2 separate regions of the Danio rerio genome follow, and region 1 is linked to region 2. Evidence: chromatin contacts called from public Hi-C data. All regions are on one chromosome and are shown on one strand. Each heading gives the region's core, a stretch centred on a gene start, on an enhancer-like site or on the middle of the called end of the contact. The rest is flanking DNA. Distances are from core to core; before and after follow the strand shown.

The links. A called contact is a pair of places that touch in the nucleus more often than the background predicts.
Region 1: a Hi-C map of gastrula embryo shows a contact between it and region 2, with 2.7 times the contacts expected there. The contact joins the enhancer-like site here to the promoter of csad in region 2. A contact is called at or near these places in 5 of 18 Hi-C or Micro-C datasets (caudal fin, embryo, gastrula embryo and 1 more) and 1 of 4 datasets of contacts at active chromatin or transcription factors (caudal fin).

The regions. Positions count from the first base shown.
Region 1 is chr23:39,595,628-39,599,191 of GRCz12tu, reverse strand. It overlaps lima1a (LIM domain and actin binding 1a), which reads right to left. Exons shown (of 11, transcript NM_131664.1): 11 at 285-1,820. The coding sequence ends at 893. Among named protein-coding and RNA genes, the nearest start is that of lima1a, 37 kb to the right of the region's middle. Within about 2 kb of position 1,456, at least 3 of the 62 cell types and tissues checked have an H3K27ac peak or open chromatin away from gene starts, as enhancers often do.
Region 2 is chr23:39,548,232-39,552,094 of GRCz12tu, reverse strand. csad (cysteine sulfinic acid decarboxylase) reads left to right here and starts at 1,431. Exons shown (of 14, transcript NM_001007348.2): 1 at 1,431-1,498; 2 at 2,994-3,124; 3 at 3,232-3,358. The coding sequence starts at 1,483. zgc:174906 reads left to right here. Exons shown (of 4, transcript NM_001115057.1): 4 at 1-20.

The sequences.
Region 1 (3,564 bases), core at 207-2,706, 47 kb before region 2:
GGACGGATGGACGGACAGACAGATAGACAGACACAGACAGAGAGACAGATATAGATTGATGGATGGTTTGATAGACGGATAGATAGATGGATAGACAGTCCATGCTAAATCCTGGAGGGACTTATTTTAATAGTAAATTCAACTACAACTGTGATCACATATTAATCTCATAATTTTACACTTCTCTTTAAAATGAAGTGGTTTACACTATGATATCCAGCGGTTAAAATATGCTTGCTTATCTAGAAAACGGTTAGTTGTAGGATCACGCTAGTAAAACAAAGCTCAAGATTTTGTAGAAGTAAATTTATTTGAAACAAAAGTTTTCCCAAGGTATTTGGTCCCATAATAAAAGACATTTAAAATGCAGTTAAATAATACAATTGGAAAATTCTAAAACATTCATAGGTTGCCAATTCAATGTGGTACAGCGGGGAGAGTGTTTTAACATTTAAAGTACATTGAAGTGCATTATAATAGTGTCAATCGAACAAAACATGGGTGTTTGAACTTAACATTAAAATTGGCCCCATCATATTTTCTTTTTTAATCATTTCGAAATGCAAGTGTTCAGAAAACGAACAGCAGCAGAATAAAATATCCTGGTCTATTAATATAGAAAATATAGAAAACAACAAGGTACCAAAGGAAATACAATTTCATAAAACTAGACATGAAGAAATCGAGAGCTCTAGCATACCATCTAGACTAGAGAAACCTTCCCAATAACCTGAAAACTACTTGTTTTTTTTTTCAGTTCAGTAACATTTATAGGCACATGTAAAAGCCGAAAACATGAAGAATTGCACGAAAATGACAGACCCACAATGAAGAGACTACATGAAAGTATGCTGGTGCTTCTGAGAAAATTAAAGTCCATCTAATCTATGACTCAGACCACATCTTCATCATCCTCATCATCATAATGACGGTTCCTCTTAATCAAGTCCTCCACAGTGACATCAGCGGTGTCTTCCTCCGCTTCTTCTCCATCCCAAAATCCAACATCTTGCGAAGCCTGGTTCTCTTCGGGATCCAATCCAGACTCGCTCTCAGGTGACAATGGCGGGCTGTTATCCGGCGTGCTGCATTTCAGAGAAGACAGTTCCTCCTCCTGCACATCAACTTTCTCCTCATGCTCCATCTGTTCATCCTCCTTGGTCTTATCCTGGTCCTCCTCCTCCGACTGATTGTGTTCAGTCATGTCCTCAGAAGAAATGGTGGTGTCTGTGGTGGAAGACACGGGTGACATTTCCTCCTCGGAGTCTGGTTTCTCATTTGACAAAGATCTTTGGCATCTCTTGGGTTGAGCGACGGGTGCGGAGTTGAAGATGCAAAACGGTTTGCTTCTCTCCTTAAGGGAGACGCTCCTGCGAAGCTTTGGAAGATCAGATTCCAGGTCCACATTGCTTGATACAGTGTCGCCCTCTGGAGGCCATTTAGGGCGAATGGGTTTGATTCCACTGCCATCAGTTACTGTGTGGGTTGCACTCTCATCCCCTTCAGACTGCGGAGGCCAGGAGATCTTGAGTCGTCCCGTTTCCAATGGCTTCTCCACCCTCTCTGACGTGGCCTGGGTCCGGGTCTCTAAAGTGGCCGCAAGCACGTTGACCTTGACCAATGGAGACTCCTCCACTGTTAGGCTCGTTTCTTGAGGTGAAAGCTTTACTTGGTCGTCAGCTCCTTCGGGGCGTCCTTCCCAAAGCTCCTTATGGGGTCGGTGGCCGAAACCCTCATCGTAGTTGCCCTTGGCTTTAAACAGCTGGCAGTAGTGTGGCTTGCAGTAGACGTTGTTGTGCAAAGAGGCGTAGTTCACCAAACTGTCCAAAAGAGGGAGGCAAAATATAAAAAGAGAGATAAGAAACAAAGCAAGATAAGCATTTTGAAGTATTCATGCACCCTGGACTTGTCGTGAATGGCACCCATTGTACTGACCAAACTATTATTATTTTGTCAAACATAATGCAGAGAAGACGAAAAACATTTTGAAATGGCATTTTAACCATGTGATGCAGGTAAGCTGTGTTTTTGTGTGCAGCTCCAAAACTTAGCACTTTTCAAGAGTTCCCACTTAGATATGCTTGGCACTTATAGCAGGTTTGGCATGCTGTCCCGGGAGAGAACCCTGAGCTCGGAGATATTTAACCCCCAGGGCTCCCGCCCGGTCTAGAAGCATATCAGGAGAACCGAGATCAGGTAGGTCTCGATCGCTCCCGCTTTAGAAGGGGAGAAAAAGGAGGAGATGGGGTGGAAGGGGGGATTCTTCCAAAATGAAGATGAGGAGATGAGGCAATGAGGAGAAAGTGATCCATTTATACTAAGCTAGGATCATTCTGATTGGATTATTACTGATTACGGATGAGTGACCAGCGGTGCACAATCATATCACGTGCTCCTCTCGAAATTAGTTTATGAAACTTCACTTCATCATCCCCATTGGGCTTTTTGAATGTTTGTATCTGTGGTTACAACACAAATTTGTCTAAAATACATATGTAATACCTTTTTGAATTAAGGATTAACCTATATTTTTGGGACTAAAAGCTTTCAGACATTAAAAATCATCACTTCATACAGTTAAACTGGTCCAACCACTAGATTATGCAGACTGGTTTATAATTGCTCTCAGGCCTCCTCAAACGTATGGTGAAAATCTTTATGAATAAACACTGTATTGTAGTCAAGAAGCCATTAAAATGTGTTGATAGCCTCCTTTAGCTTTTCGCTTCTGGGTTGTATTTAGGTCTCAAATTACATCTAAAAGATCTATAATTTGTGCAATCATCCAAAGACGAATAAAAAAAAAACTTTTTGTTACTTTTAGGGAAGCAAGGTGGTTCTAGCTAAAAACATAAGCTGTAGCACTGTATCCGTTTACTCAGTTATGACAAGAAAGGAAAATACTGCAAGGTATGCACTAGCATTTGTCATTCATTCAGCTATATCAAGGGATGCCTAAACTTCAAAGTTGGCCCACGGTAACCTTTGATTTGGCCCTCCATACCATCTGAGAAGAGGAGAACGATGGGGAATTTTTGTGGGAATGATTTTAGGAGAGATTGTGATTTCTAATTTAACATTTGTTTTGGAGCAACAAGAAAGCAAACTGACATTAAAAGTTTTAATTAAACCTTGTGAATGAAAATCAGATTTGAAAAATAAATGAATAAATAGTGACTTGATGGATTGTAGACATTACTGAAGGCAGCAAGCGAATCAAAGTCTATTTTTTAGTGTTATAAACGGGATTGTTCATGTTTTTATTGCAATATGTTCATTATAAAATGTGCAAAAATGTATTAATTAAAGTAATTAAAGTATTTAAAATGTAACTATAGTATTAAATAAATTATATAATGAATTATATTAATAAATTAGGAAATTGCATTGACACATTGTACATTATCTCTGGCCCACCACCCTCAATCAAGTTTAGTTTTTGCCCCTTCATAAGAAAAAGTTTGGGCAGCCCTGATCTATAGTGAAAAATAATATAATATAAAATGAGAATCGCCGGAATGTTACATTTACAAACTATTAAGGTTGTAGTGCTGTTTGTAGTAG
Region 2 (3,863 bases), core at 182-2,681:
TGTCATTGAGATGTGAAAGGTTATGAGGTTGTTTCTTTATTGTTTTATAGCTTATTTGATTGTATACTTTAGATATTTGTCTGATTTACAGTATCTTGTTTATTGTTTTATAGGCTTGAGATATAAAATATGGCTTCTGGAGTGTGGATTTCTGATGCTAAAGAATTGGAAGTCTCTTCAAATGTTTTTAAAATGCGTTTGTTACCTCTGTAATTTCATTTCTTTAGGGTTTGCTTTTATTATTTATTGTGTAGGTTTTGGTTTAGATGCTAGCCAATGCTTCTCACAACCAAAAAACATGCAACTTTTCTTGCAAGCACTAAAAAACGAGCTGTAACATATGTAAAAACATCACCGTGAGGCTGATATCAAAATGGAAAACTTTCAGTGCTGTTTGGTGTTTCAGTTTTTTTAAAGAAATATCAAACAGCAGTCACATACCGCATACAAATGCTCAAAAGTCCCTTTTTCCATAGGAAACCCTTCTTTTAACAGATCCATAGACTTTTTTTGAACCCTGTGACATTCCATTCTACTCTTGTGAGCGAGTGTGTGGGATGATTGTGCAATCTGACAAACATACGTGGAAGGATATATCTTTCTTTCGTCAGCAAACGCAGTCTAATGTGAACTTAGAACAAAACTGCAGGGTTTAGAAGATGTTGAACGTTGTACCTCTGTTTTGCAGCATGCATTACTTTAATGAATGTGTGTGTGTGTGTGTGTGTGTGTCATTATATAACATGTAAAATTGTTATATTGATCTTTCTTATTGGTTGCTTGTATGCGAGCCAGTGTTAGCTCAGTAAATATGCTCGCATTATCAACCAAGATGCAGGATAAAACCAAACCATCCAATGGCTTTGCTGAAGGTAATACTGGAGATTTTCTCAATATGCTTGATTGTGTTACTCTTGTAAACATTTATAGAGATAGTTCACCCCCCAAAAATGTACAGTAAATCAGAAACAAGTGGTTGTAAACTCTTTTTCCTCTGTGAAATGCTTAAGAATGGGGGAAATCAGCTTTTATTATCATCCATAATAAGAACAGATAATACAATGGAAATCAACAGCTCTTATTTTGCAACTTTTACTGAGAATATATGTATTTGTCTGTGAGTGTGTTTAACAGAAGAATAGAAACTCAAATATGTTTAAAACAAGTGGAGGATGAGCAAATGATGGCGGAATTGACATATTTGGGTGGACTGTCCCTTTAATTGCATGTAACAGATAGCCTTAATCATATCACCTGGGTATTTAGAAAGTAGTGTATTTTAAAGTTAACGATTGATTTTTATGTTGACACACCCATATCATTCTAATCCAATTATAGGATGTCACTTGAATGACGAATCGGGCGTGTGCATCCACGTATATGAAGGCTGGACCCTGCATTAAAGCCCCGAGGGTCCCGAGGCATCCTTTACTTATAGTTGAGTTCCATGTGCTGAGTACAGAAACGACATTAAACATCACCATGAGTTCATCTGGAGGTAAGAAGCTAGTTCTGCTTTGAATGCACGCGTAATTTAGGCTATTTGTAAAATGTAGCAAGTGTTTCTTAGTTTTGCTGAATTGTGCATTTAAAGTGTTGGTGACGTAATGACTCACTCTAGCTGTACGCGTGGAAAGCTTTCATCATGTTAGAAGTTGGATTTTTAAATGCATGAAACTGCTATTTTCGAGTATCCCTCAATGTATGGATGATGTATGGAACTTTTGCACACGTTGCAGGAATTGGTTTAGAGAGTAAACTCTGTAACAGACCATAATTGTATAGCAAAACATGCTAAACAATAGAAAAAAACGATGTAGCTATATGCAGCTTTCTTGATTCTTAACTAAGTCAAACATTGCATTTAACCAATGTTTTTGACTCTTTCTGACAGCCATTTTGCTCATTGGTGTCATGTTACTGAAAAGAAAAAGAATTGGAGCGACGCGACGTCTTTTCTCATAAACTATCGCGATTGTTGCTGTGGAATTTTTGACGCCAATTATAAAACTGATTTTGCGTTTTGATTGGATGTGGAATGAGTTCTGAATTATGCACGAAGTTGCTTGGCAACCTTAAACTAGTTAAATAGTTTATCAAATGTGGGACATCAGATAGCCTAAACCAGGAGAGATAAACATAATGTCTAATTATATTACATTATTCAAACACATAATATATAATGAAACGTGTATACAAACCCTTCGAAAAGAGTACAAGCAAAATATTGCAAAATATAAAAAAATACAATCTAAACAATTTTATCAAGATTTTATTTTTTGCTTCTCTTGATTTTTCTATAACATTTTCTATAACATTTTGGGTTTACTAGTTTTTTGACCAATATCTTAAGTTATTTTATTAGATAAGCTCCAGATTTGGCCTCAGTACTAACTCATCTGATAGATAATAGATTTGTGAGGGGTCTACTTACTATTGTCGGTGTGTGTGTGTGTGTGTGTGTGTGTGTGTGTGTGTGTGTGTGTGTGTGTGTGTGTGTGTGTGTGTGTGTGTGTGTGTGTGTGTGTGTGTGTGTGTGTGTGTGTGTGTGTGTGTATATATATATGTATATATATGTATGTATATATATGTGTATATATATGTGTATATATATATATATATATATATATATATATATATATATATATATATATATATATATATATGTATATATATATATGTGTATATATATATATATATATATATATATATATATATATATATATATATATGTTTTTTAGATTTAAACATGCGTTTAGAAGTGATTTTGTTGTTAAGCATTTTGTCACTTTGAATTTAGACGTGTATAGTTCTTTCATCCAATATTATTTGGTGTATTGATAGTTTATTGTGATTGTGGTTGTGCTATTGTGATTAAACAAATACTATTACCCGCTGTACATTAATTTATTTCAACATATTACTTTTGATGCTGTTTTCTTGAAGTACTTCATTTAAAATTTATTTGATGCTAAATATTCAATTCATCTCAGAGTATATGAATGGCCACGTCCACCTGGAAGAATCAGACATGGACGAGTCTGATGGGAAGCTGTTCCTTACTGAGGCTTTCAACATAATCATGGAAGAAATTCTTAACAAAGGAAGGGACTTGAAGGAGAAGGTCATGTCTTTTAAGAATTTACCATCTCATTTAACAACTCCTTGCGCTTCCTATCTTATCTAGTATCTGCTAATAGTCTTAACAACCGTGTGTCTTTGCATCAACAGGTTTGTGAGTGGAAAGATCCAGATCAGCTGAGATCTCTCCTGGACCTCGAACTTCGGGATCATGGAGAATGTCATGAGAAGCTGCTGCAGAGGGTTCGAGATGTGGCCAAATACAGCGTAAAAACTTGTAGGTGGATTATTGGTTGTCTTCCTGTATAGATCTTTTTTTAAAGGGGTCATGAACTGAGAAATCTAAATTCCCTTGATCTTTTGAGATATAAGAGGTCATTGTGCTGTAAAAACTTCCTGTAAGTTTCAGAACTCAAAATGTTTATGTTAGTCTAAAAACGACAGGTTTTTGAATGAGCCGTTAATTCTGTAATAGTGTTGATAAAACTCTGCCTTCACAGAAGAATCTCAGTGTCTATTTCTAGATCACTGACTCTTTAACTCTGGCCACTTATTAACATTGCAGTAAGTAAATATCTAGGGTCTATGCAGAAACCAAAGAATGAAGATGCTCTAAAATCAACAAGACACTGTGCATTGCCTTCTAATCTCAACATTAGGAAAGAGAAGATGAACACATTAATTTAATGAAATTTCAGACAAAGTCAATAAAAATTTGACTTTTTGTTCACCTAATATTCCTGGAGTATCAATTACAAGTAACCAGTGTTGGTCACATTCTT